Regions from separate parts of the Sus scrofa genome. Here region 1 is linked to region 2. A link is a contact called in public promoter capture Hi-C data. All regions are on one chromosome and are shown on one strand. The core of a region is the stretch at or near the end of the contact, and the rest is flanking DNA. Distances in the headings are between cores, read along the strand shown.

The links. Promoter capture Hi-C pulls out the DNA fragments that hold promoters and counts their contacts.
Region 1: a contact with region 2 is called in a promoter capture Hi-C map of liver, with 5 times the contacts expected there. The contact joins the promoter of NAT10 here to the promoter of APIP in region 2. A contact is called at or near these places in 1 of 5 promoter capture datasets (liver) and 2 of 2 datasets of contacts at active chromatin or transcription factors (alveolar macrophages and skeletal muscle).

Annotation. Positions count from the first base shown.
Region 1 is chr2:26,824,301-26,829,308 of Sscrofa11.1, forward strand. It overlaps NAT10 (RNA cytidine acetyltransferase), which reads right to left and starts at 2,760. Exons shown (of 29, transcript XM_003122875.5): 1 at 2,563-2,760; 2 at 533-655; 3 at 49-140. The coding sequence starts at 640.
Region 2 is chr2:26,091,571-26,096,391 of Sscrofa11.1, forward strand. APIP (methylthioribulose-1-phosphate dehydratase) reads left to right here and starts at 3,450. Exons shown (of 8, transcript XM_003122870.3): 1 at 3,450-3,705. The coding sequence starts at 3,649. It overlaps PDHX (pyruvate dehydrogenase protein X component, mitochondrial), which reads right to left and starts at 3,325. Exons shown (of 13, transcript XM_003122869.4): 1 at 3,123-3,325. The coding sequence starts at 3,276.

The sequences.
Region 1 (5,008 bases), core at 1,510-4,009, 730 kb after region 2:
CGAGCAGGAATGGGATGTGGTACTGGACACGCAAAGGGCCAAGCTTACCTGCTAAACCCCAGCTCCTTCTTATAACACCACAGCACTGAAGGCCGCGCCCTCACAGTTGCTTTGGACAGCATGTGATGGAGTATGACCACCTGCCAAAGAAAAAAGCCACAGAATCTCAGGGCCAAAACGGACCTTCAGGACTGCCAGACCCAAGACTTCATTTGACAGGCGTGGAAAATAAACTGAGAGTCAGGCCAAGAGCACAGGTTGAGACTAGAAGGAAGGTCACAGACACTAACCCTTACACTCAGTCCACCAGCCCAGGTATCAAAAGCTGTTAACCTCTCTGTTAATAATTCCAAATATAGAGTATTTATCACTTCCAAGATAGAAAGGAATGTTCCCACTAGGCATTTCACTTAAAGAAAACCAGTCAAAGGGACCCTAATATCATTATTTGTGAAACCCCGGAGGGTCTGTAACATGCTGACTCTTTGGGACAGGACACAGAGTAAGTCAGGAAGCGTTTGCCAGGTCTTACCTGATCCTTTCCTCGATCTCCAACCACAACAAAGAGAGACCTTTGCCGCTCAGCTACCCCATTCTCAATGAGAATCCGGATCCGGTTATCCACTTTCTTCCGATGCATGGTGAAAAACTGTCACTATAGCAGAAAGAATGGAAACACAACGTGGCATGAACATTTTGCATCCAGGTTGTGGATAAGGAACATCAGCTGGCTGCCTCTTGTGGGGCTAGGGCCTACACGGCACACTTATAAGTATTATCTTATTTAACCCTCAAATAGATCCCTAGGGAATACATCGGCCTCATTTTTTAAATTGGGAAACTAAGTTTGGAAGGCAAAGAAAATGTTCCCTCGGCATGGGAAGTCAACAGGGAAGCTGTAATTTCCACCCGTTTGGAGGAGTTTTTTAAAAATCAGAAACAATATCCAAAAAAAATTAAAATGATTAAAATACATGAGAAATCTATGGGAACATATGAGAAAATAAGGTAAGTGTCCAAAATTATTTGTTCAAAATCTTTTTCAAAAATGATCTAAGGATATGGATATAGACGCTTTTATTAGAGGATAACATGGCAGGATATGCATGTACATAAAACACAGAGGAAATAAAAAAAAAAAGACTGGGAAAAAAACCACCAAACTGTAAAATAGTTATTTACAGATGGTGAGATCACAAGTGAGTCTTATTTTGGTTTGGTTTGGTTTGGGTTTTTTTGAGTTCTGGGGTTTTTTAAATTCACATGTATTATTAACAAAGTCAGGGAAAAGAAATCCCTGAATATTATAGATTACTATGATGGAGTATGTCCAATTGTTTCCTCAAGGGAGGGAAAACTAGACTGAAGCCTGTACAGATAAGATTTCAAAAATTACTTTGATTACATATGATAAAACAGTATGTTATTATCATAATAAATACATCAGAGAAACATTTGAAATCTCAATTGTCTCTACAATGTAAAAGTAATAATGACATGTTTAGAAACCTCAGTGCTTGCTGCATTTCATGAATAAAGCTCACTAACTGAACCTTAATCCTCCCTTAATTGGGCTTCTAACCTATGGATTTTAGCTGTTCTGTCTACTGTAAAACACTATGTCACAACCAATACTCCTATTTTACAAAGAAAGGACCAAGTATAAAATCTCAAGTAACTCAAGGAAAAGTGACAGAGGCAGGATTTATTCAGGTACCCTTGATTTCAGAACCTGAACTCTTTCCAGCTTACCAATCTGATTTGGCTTATCAGTTGTGTTGCTGGCCACACAAAGATCCCCGGTCAACAACTACTTATTGCTTCTCGATTTAGTTACAGCGGCAACCCCAGAAGTAGAACCTGATTTCAAAGAGCTTTCATTTTCCTTGGAGAAAATACTTAAGAGAAAGAAATGCGGGATAATCTGTCTAAAGATAGACAAAATTAGATGTAAAAATAACAGCTACAGACAGTGGTCTGATGAAAGTCTAGATTACTGTGGGCTAGGACAAGGAAGCCTTAACGGATGAGGGGGAAGATGACTTGTTTTTCACTCATTCATCTATTAGTCTAACACATATACACGGTGTCTATGTCCCAGGCACCATTCTAGGTGCACTGGCAAACAAAACCAAGTCCTGAATAAAGAATATAAAGAATAAGCATTGCGAAGTAGCTAAGGGTGTAGGAGGATCTAGAATCAAACTGCCTCAGTTCAATGCCCAGTGCTGCAATCGGGAAATGTGGGCAAGCTCTGTGGAAAGCAAAAGGCTGTCACCCACTCACTCACCCCGACATCCCCCCGCCCACCTCAGCTACAGTCCCTAGAGGGTGGAGATCAGCCACGCAACCTGTGAACGCGCTCGAGAAGCATTCCCGAGGGTGACCGCCTACTGAGGAAGAGGATCCTCTCATCTAGGAGAGTCCAGGTTGGGAGGCAGTCGGCGGGCTCCGGTATCAGCACGGATGCAGAGCGTTCATCCTGGAGCCGATCTCCTCCGGGCCCAGGAAGGACACGGACACCAATCCCGAAACCGACCCCCGCCATCCCGTGATGGATACCTGCGCCCCGACCTCAGCCAACTCCAACAAGCAGTGAGGCGGAAGCACGTGGGAACCCCTTCTGCGGTACCAGGAGCAGCCGGCCGTCCCCAGCGTATGCCTGACGGCCGACTGGTACAACTCAGGCGATGGTAGGCGGTGCGTGCGCCAGCGCATTGACGGCGCGGCCACAGCGAGCGAGGGGACCTCTTGCAACCCTGTCTCTGAGTGATGACGTCAGAAACCCAGGAGGCGGGGTTGCAGCAACTGCGGCTGTGCGGATTAGTCTCTACCCGCGAGAGCTGTGTTGCCGGGGTATTTTGTCATTGTCAGATACCCTGGTTACGTAGGACAGAATAAGCACAGACACGCCCGCACGCCCAGGTCTGTCACTGCTCTGGGCCGAGCTCAGGTGCCCAGATAGGTCTGGGGCAGCACACGGTATGTGGTCCAGGGTTTTCAGCAGTAGGTAGCGTGGTTCATGCGAAACGCTCCTGGATCGGTGCGTAATTTTGTCAGTTATTTAAATTAGCTTTCCATTTTAACGTAACTAGATGAGGAAACTCGATCTCCACACCTATCTCATTCATCTTACTTGACCCTCCTCATACTCGGTAATGACCTCATAGATCTGCCTGGGATTCCATAGGTTTTTCTACTCTCCTATTCGGCTGCTCTACTTTGTAGATCCCCTTAGGTCTATTACTGGGCTGTCAAATGCTGCCGCTGTTCTGAAAGCCGGCTCTGGAGCTCTGTTCTTCAGTTACCTCCCCTCCTCTCCCTCCTCCCCGACGAATTTGCTCAAGCAGCTGATTTAAAGGGCCACCTATACAGTTAGTGTTTTTGAACCACATCGCTGAACTTAAACGAATCCAACTGTTTGCTTGACATTTCTTGGATGCCTCAATCAGAATGAAGCTGAACTCATTCCTCTTCCCTCCTGAAACTCCCTCCTCAAATCGTTAATTCTGTACCTCCAAATCTAAGCAGCACCACCATTTTAGTCCAACACCCACCATTAAACTTTTGATTTAATGTCAAAGAAATGTCAGTATGTCAGAGACAAGGGATAAAGTGACCAAAACATTCCTGCCCTTCGTGAAACTTAATCTCGGTAAGTTTTAAGACAAAAAGCCATCCAGCAAGGAAAACTAGGGTGCTTCTTTAGAGGGGAAATGGAAGAATTCAGGTGGTGACACTGGTGCAAAGACCTGAATTTAAAAGAACGAATCTTAAGAACCTTTCAGGGAAGTCTTCCCACTCGTTAGGTTGAACACTTAGTGACTTGGCGATGGGAAGTCTCCACAAAGCAGCCAACATAGCCAGAGTACAGCAACCAAAGGAAAAACTGGGAAGTTAGGCCAGATAACAAAGGGCATGTGGGTGTCAGATCTGGAATTTAACTCTAGGTGTGACAGTAAACCACTGGAGTTTGAGTAATAGGAAAGTGACAAAATCTGATTTGCCCTCTTAAAAGGCTCTGGCTGGAGTTCCCATCATGGCTCAGCGGTAAGGAACCCAACTATTATCCATGAGGACGCAGGTTCCATCCCTGGCCTCGCTCAGTGGGTTGGAGATATGGCATTGCTGTGGCTGTGGTGTAGGCCAGCAGCGGCAGCTCCACTATGATCCCTGCCCTGGGAACCTCTATGTTCCAGAGATGCAGCCCTAAAAAGGGAAAGAAAAAAAAAAAAGCTCTGGCTGCTGTGCAAAGTATGTATTATACATACATACACACACTACAGGAGAGCACAAGCAGAAAGAAAACCATTATAAGCTACTGTAGTTAACCTGTTCTGATAGCAGTGGTGGTCACAAGTGCTAGCTGACTCAGAATATATTTTCAAGATAGAACCATGTAGATTTGCCTAATTAAGGACTACAGATACAGGGTATGAGAGAAAATCAAAAGATGATATCCAAAGTATTTGTCCTGAGCAACTGGATGTAGGTTCCTTGAGAGATGGAGTTGGAATGCTTATGCCATACCAATCAAGATGCTGAGTATAATCTGTTTCAGGAAGTTTAGGACTTAAGAGATATTTATAAGCAACTAAAATGCTGGCTGGAGTCAAAGTCGTGGGATTGGGTAAGATCACCTAGGGAAGAATGATAGTATTGTCTGCAACAATACTGAGCAGTAGCCACTTACATATAGTAAATACAAAGAATCCATTCACTACCACCCTCCACTGTACGTTGTAATAATTTTACATGGGCTACTGCAAAAGCCATTTCTTAGCCCGTCTATTTTGTTCTCAACACTGCACTGTTTTTTTTTTGTTTTTTTTTTTTTTTCGTCTTTTTGCTATTTCTTTGGGCCGCTCCCGCGGCATATGGAGATTCCCAGGCTATGGGTCGAATCGGAGCCACAGCCACTGGCCTATGCCAGAGCCATAGCAACTCGGGATCCGAGCCACGTCTGCAACCTATACCACAGCTCACGGCAACGCCGGATCGTTAACCC
Region 2 (4,821 bases), core at 2,200-4,699:
GACCACTGTTATTAACATCTTAGTAATTATTAACTCCAAACCAAGCCATCTTCTCCGAAATGGCAGCCATGGAAACAATCACTTAGGGTAGGTTGAAGACTATTTGCAAATGCTTTGCCAATTATGTAAATGTCACATCTGGCCCCCTTTATATCTGCTCTTCTTTTAGCCTGGGAGGGCTACCACCTCCAGAAAGCCTGCTTATGTTGTCCCTTAGCATCCTGAACTTAGTCCCTCAGAGCTCACTGCACACACGACTGAAATCATGCCCTAGTTTTTACATCCCCATAACTTTAAGGATAAAGCTCATACAGAATTTAGGGCTGCCTCTCCAGAAGCTGAACATGACTAAATGGGCCATGTGCTAAAATACTAGGAATCTGTTCCTCCAGCAGGCCACCTACTTTTCAAGCAGCTACCATGTACCTCACATCTGGGGCTCATTCCTTCACTCTGTTTGAGTTGAATGGTAATAGTCTTCGTGAACACTATAGTTGTGTGGCTCTGGGAGTTCCACTCAATTTCTCTGAGGCTTAGTATTCTTGTCGAATAACAAGGAAGATAATGCCAACTTCACTAGGCTTTTGTGAAAACTGAAAGAGATTCTACCAAGTGCTAAGCACATGGCATATGCAGTAGTTCATAAAAACGCTGCCAACAAACATTTTTAAGAAAACAAAACTTCAAGTGACTTCCCACCTGACAGACTTTTAAATCCTGGATGGACATATGAAAGAGGAAATAACTCAATAACTGAACCTAATTCACATAGTCTATAGATGACCAAACAGTTGCTTAATTTTATGAAACCTAAGTTTCCACTATGCTCAGACAAAAAGGAACACCATACATCCATGCTTTATAATGCAAATAGTATAAGGATTGCCACAAGTGTTCATCATGGCAAAACAAAAACCTGTATGTGAAAGGCGAGGAGACAAATTTTGGCTCAGTATTAAGAAAAAAAAAATCCAAGATTTCCCAATAACCTAGAGTTACCCAACAACACACAGCCATCAGCTTATGGGGCAGAGAGAATAAAACGCCCCGCCTCCACCCCAGAGATGTAGTATGTCCTAACCCCAACCTATGAGTATGTTACAACGAGGGGGAATTAAGGTTAAAAAAGAAATTAAGACTGCTAAAGAGCTTCACCTTGAAATGGAGCAAGAATCCTGGATCATCCAGGTGGGCCCAATATAATCACCAGGGATTATATTGGGAGGGAGGCACTAGGAAACACACAGCTTCCTTGGTATTCCTCACAGATGATGTCCAGTTAGACAAGTTGTTCACGGTGTGTTATAGGGTAGGCAAAATGTCATGATGCATCAGTGAAGAATTGCCTAAGAGTTTCCAAAGGCAGCAGTCCTTAAATTGGGTCTCAGGAGAACCCCTGACACTGCATGCACATTTTGGAGTGTAACTACACTTTGCCCCTTTCTCTGTAGAGAGGGTCTAAAACAGTCAAAGATTCTCAAAAGGAACTGTTTTATAAATAAGATTAAGAACACTCTTCCCACAATATTTCTAACACTGAGCTCTTCCTACTCCATGATTTTCTCAGAGAGCAAGTCTCAAAGTGTACTCTATAAACACCAACATAAAACATCAAAATGCACCGAAGGTTGTTTGTAAAATGCAAATTGCTTAGCTCTACCCCAGACAGAATCTCTGGGAGCTGTAGAAAGTTCAATATTTAACAAACTGGAGGAAGGGAAGACAGTAAATTGTAAACACAGTTAAAAACAAACAAAACAAAACAAAAAAACCCACTGCTCCAAGAGGTATTTTTTAAACATTAAGTAGAAAAAATTGAAATAAACTGTTCTCATTACAGGATCATAAAATCTCAGCGCACTCATCATACCCTGTAACTTTGTGTAAATATTCTTCTGTTCTGAGCTTCAGAATATGTGGGCAATGCCTACTGCACCTAATTTTTCATATTACAATTCATCCTGCGGAGGAGTGACTAAAGACTGGCAGAAAATACATCACACTCAAAATCCGCCCCACCCCCATCCTCATGTAAAGAAAAATAATGCAGGGCACACTACAGTATATACCATTAAACACCGTAGGAATTGTGTTAGCTCTGTCAATATCACTACTTAAAGACAACTTTCAACAATAAGTTTTGTAAACAATGAAGAATTTCAATGGCAAATCCAGTTCTACAAGGGTTAAATCATAACCCACTGCAGTTGCCCAGCGACAGACAGTGCAACCTGAGAGGAATTCAGGATGAAGCACTGGGTGTTTTGGATAAAGAGGCCCTTAGATAATTCGAAACACATTTCAAGAAGAATTTTAATGATCCTGAATTCTTATATCTTCCCATTCATAGAAAAATACTAAAACCATTAACCTGAGATATCTGCTCTTTGTGATTAGCAGTAATCTTTTATCAACCTGTATGCCTAACCGCATTTATCTCCTAGCCAAAAAATTCACATACAATCTGGCTTCTCTACCTCTGCAGAGCGGCTGTCTCCCAGGCTAAAATCCTCACTCATATTCTGAATAAAACTTAAAACTCACAACACTTGGGCGGCCTGGCTTTAAGTCGACACTTCTTGGTAAGCTTCTCCCCCTAAATTTCCACTCTTTCAAGCCATGTTTCGCATAAAACATTTTTCCGGACCTATGCCTATGATGCCTAGACATTTACAAATTGAGTCCTTTACCAGTACTCGCGTGAGGCAACCCCGCTGGCCTCTAAGATCTTCCAGTAGACAAGGGTGAAAACAATGAATAAAAACCACTAACGTGACGTCTAAATCTCAGCAAACTTGGGCAACTTGACAACTCTAAAGGAAACTAACAATGACTAGGAAGGGGCTTGAGAGAGGCCGCACAACCCCAAATCCAAGGCAAGGTCACGGAGAAGCCATACCAACCAGGAGGCCAGGGAACGGAGTCAAATTCTCCTAGCTTCCAAAAAACCCTTTGCGGCATGCACGAGGCCAAGTCAGCAGAACCCTCCCCGAGACAAAGCCAAGGGAGCGGGGAGGCTCCGGGCACCTCCACACCCAGGTGCAGGCCCTTAATCAAAAAGCCCCTGCCCCAGGCCCGTTGCTCAGATGCACAGAGGAGCTGAGCGCGTCCCGGCCACTCACCCCAAAGAGACTGCGTGCTGTGATACCATCTCCAACTAGCTCCGCGGCCGAGAGACCATCCAGCAGCTCCCTTCACCAGCCCCGGGCAGTTGCCAAAGCCCAGGAGGCAACGCATCACCCGCGGGTCACAGCCTAGCCTCCAGGAGGCCGCCATCTTCCCAGCCTTCTCGCGGGCTGCCCTCAGCACAGCCTGTTCGCCCAGTCATCAAGGCCCTACAAGGCCCCGCCTCCCACCCCGTTGGACACGCCCCCTGGACGCCCGCGACTCGTAAACCGCAGGAATCAAGCAGCTCTTCTAGCTCCGCCTCCAAACTCGTTGGCCTCGCCTCCCGGTCATGAGGCTGCGCGGTTGGGCCTCCGGTCAGCGAGGCCCTCCCGGACCCGCCTTTCGTCTTGTCCGCCCCGCCTCCGGACTGCCCTCCACACCGCCTGATTGCATTTCTGGCCTCGCCGTGTTAGCCCCAACTGAGGGCCGGGAGCAAAGCCTTGCGAAGACCGGAGGGCGCGGGTACCTCTGCTCCCGGCCATGTCTGGCTGTCACGCTCCAGAGGGAGACTGTAGCTCGCGGCAATGCCTCGCGCAGGTAGGGGCGGGGCCGCCGGCGCCTTCTATTCCCTGGAAGCGAGGCGCCTGCGGGGCTCGGCGGCGGAAGCTAGGCGCGGGCGGGGTGGGGTTTCGGGCCGGACCCAACGGGACCCTCGCGCACCGCGGTTTCCGCTGCGGGTGCTGACCTAAGTCCCCGGCTCCCGCTGAGGTCTTTGCTCCACCGGCTGGGGTTCTCTGGAGACAGGAGCTGGGCACCAAACCTTGAATAAGGAAAAATAACGGAGGAGAGCGGTATTAAGTGTGTATTTCAAAGTAACTTCTCATGAAGACCGGGGAAACGTGAAGCCGCGGGTGAAACGGAGCTCAGACTATGAGCTCTTCTGCGCCCTGGCGACCAGCCTGACATTTGGCGCGTAGTAGGTACTTGGGAAACGTCCCCGAGCCGGATCTGTTCAGTAGCTGGCACTTTCTCTGCGCAAGTTGCTCTTTGCCTGCTTCTGTTTAGATTGGTTGTGGGATGATCTAGGAAGGATTTTTCCTTAAGCAGAAGTCACAGGAAGATTCCACCCTCGGGCTGCACATAACTTTTCATTCACTTCTGCATGCCAACAATTTATGGAACACCCATGTGCTCAGGGTGGTAATTAAGACAATGGCCTGGGTTCTGGAGGAGAGCTAGACCAGTAAACCATTACAAGTGAGAAGCGCTGCTGAAGAGACTGGGAATTCCCCCTCAAATCACGACCTGATTCTTTATTCCTCCTGTTATTCTTCCTTGGGGCAGAAGGTCCCAATTAAAAAGTAAAAGGTGGCAGATTTTATTAGGAAAAACTTATCAGCCAGTATTTCTGTGAATAAATGACTTTCCAGAGATGAGCAAAGTCACTTGTTTTCTTCCTCTCACTTATTACAATTTACGTATTTATTCCTCTTTTCACTGCCAACTAAAAATTGTCACCCACCCGCTGCCTCCACAAGGTTTAGGTCATTAGCCGCTGCAGTCAGCCGCTGACCTTCAGCACACTCTTGAAAGAAGGCCAGGGAGATCAGGAATGAGGCACTCTGTGTTCTGTGAAAAACTGGCAGACTAGGCCTTCTGATAGTTAGATATTTTCAGGAGATTTTATGACCCCAATTTCTTGTGTCTTCTCAT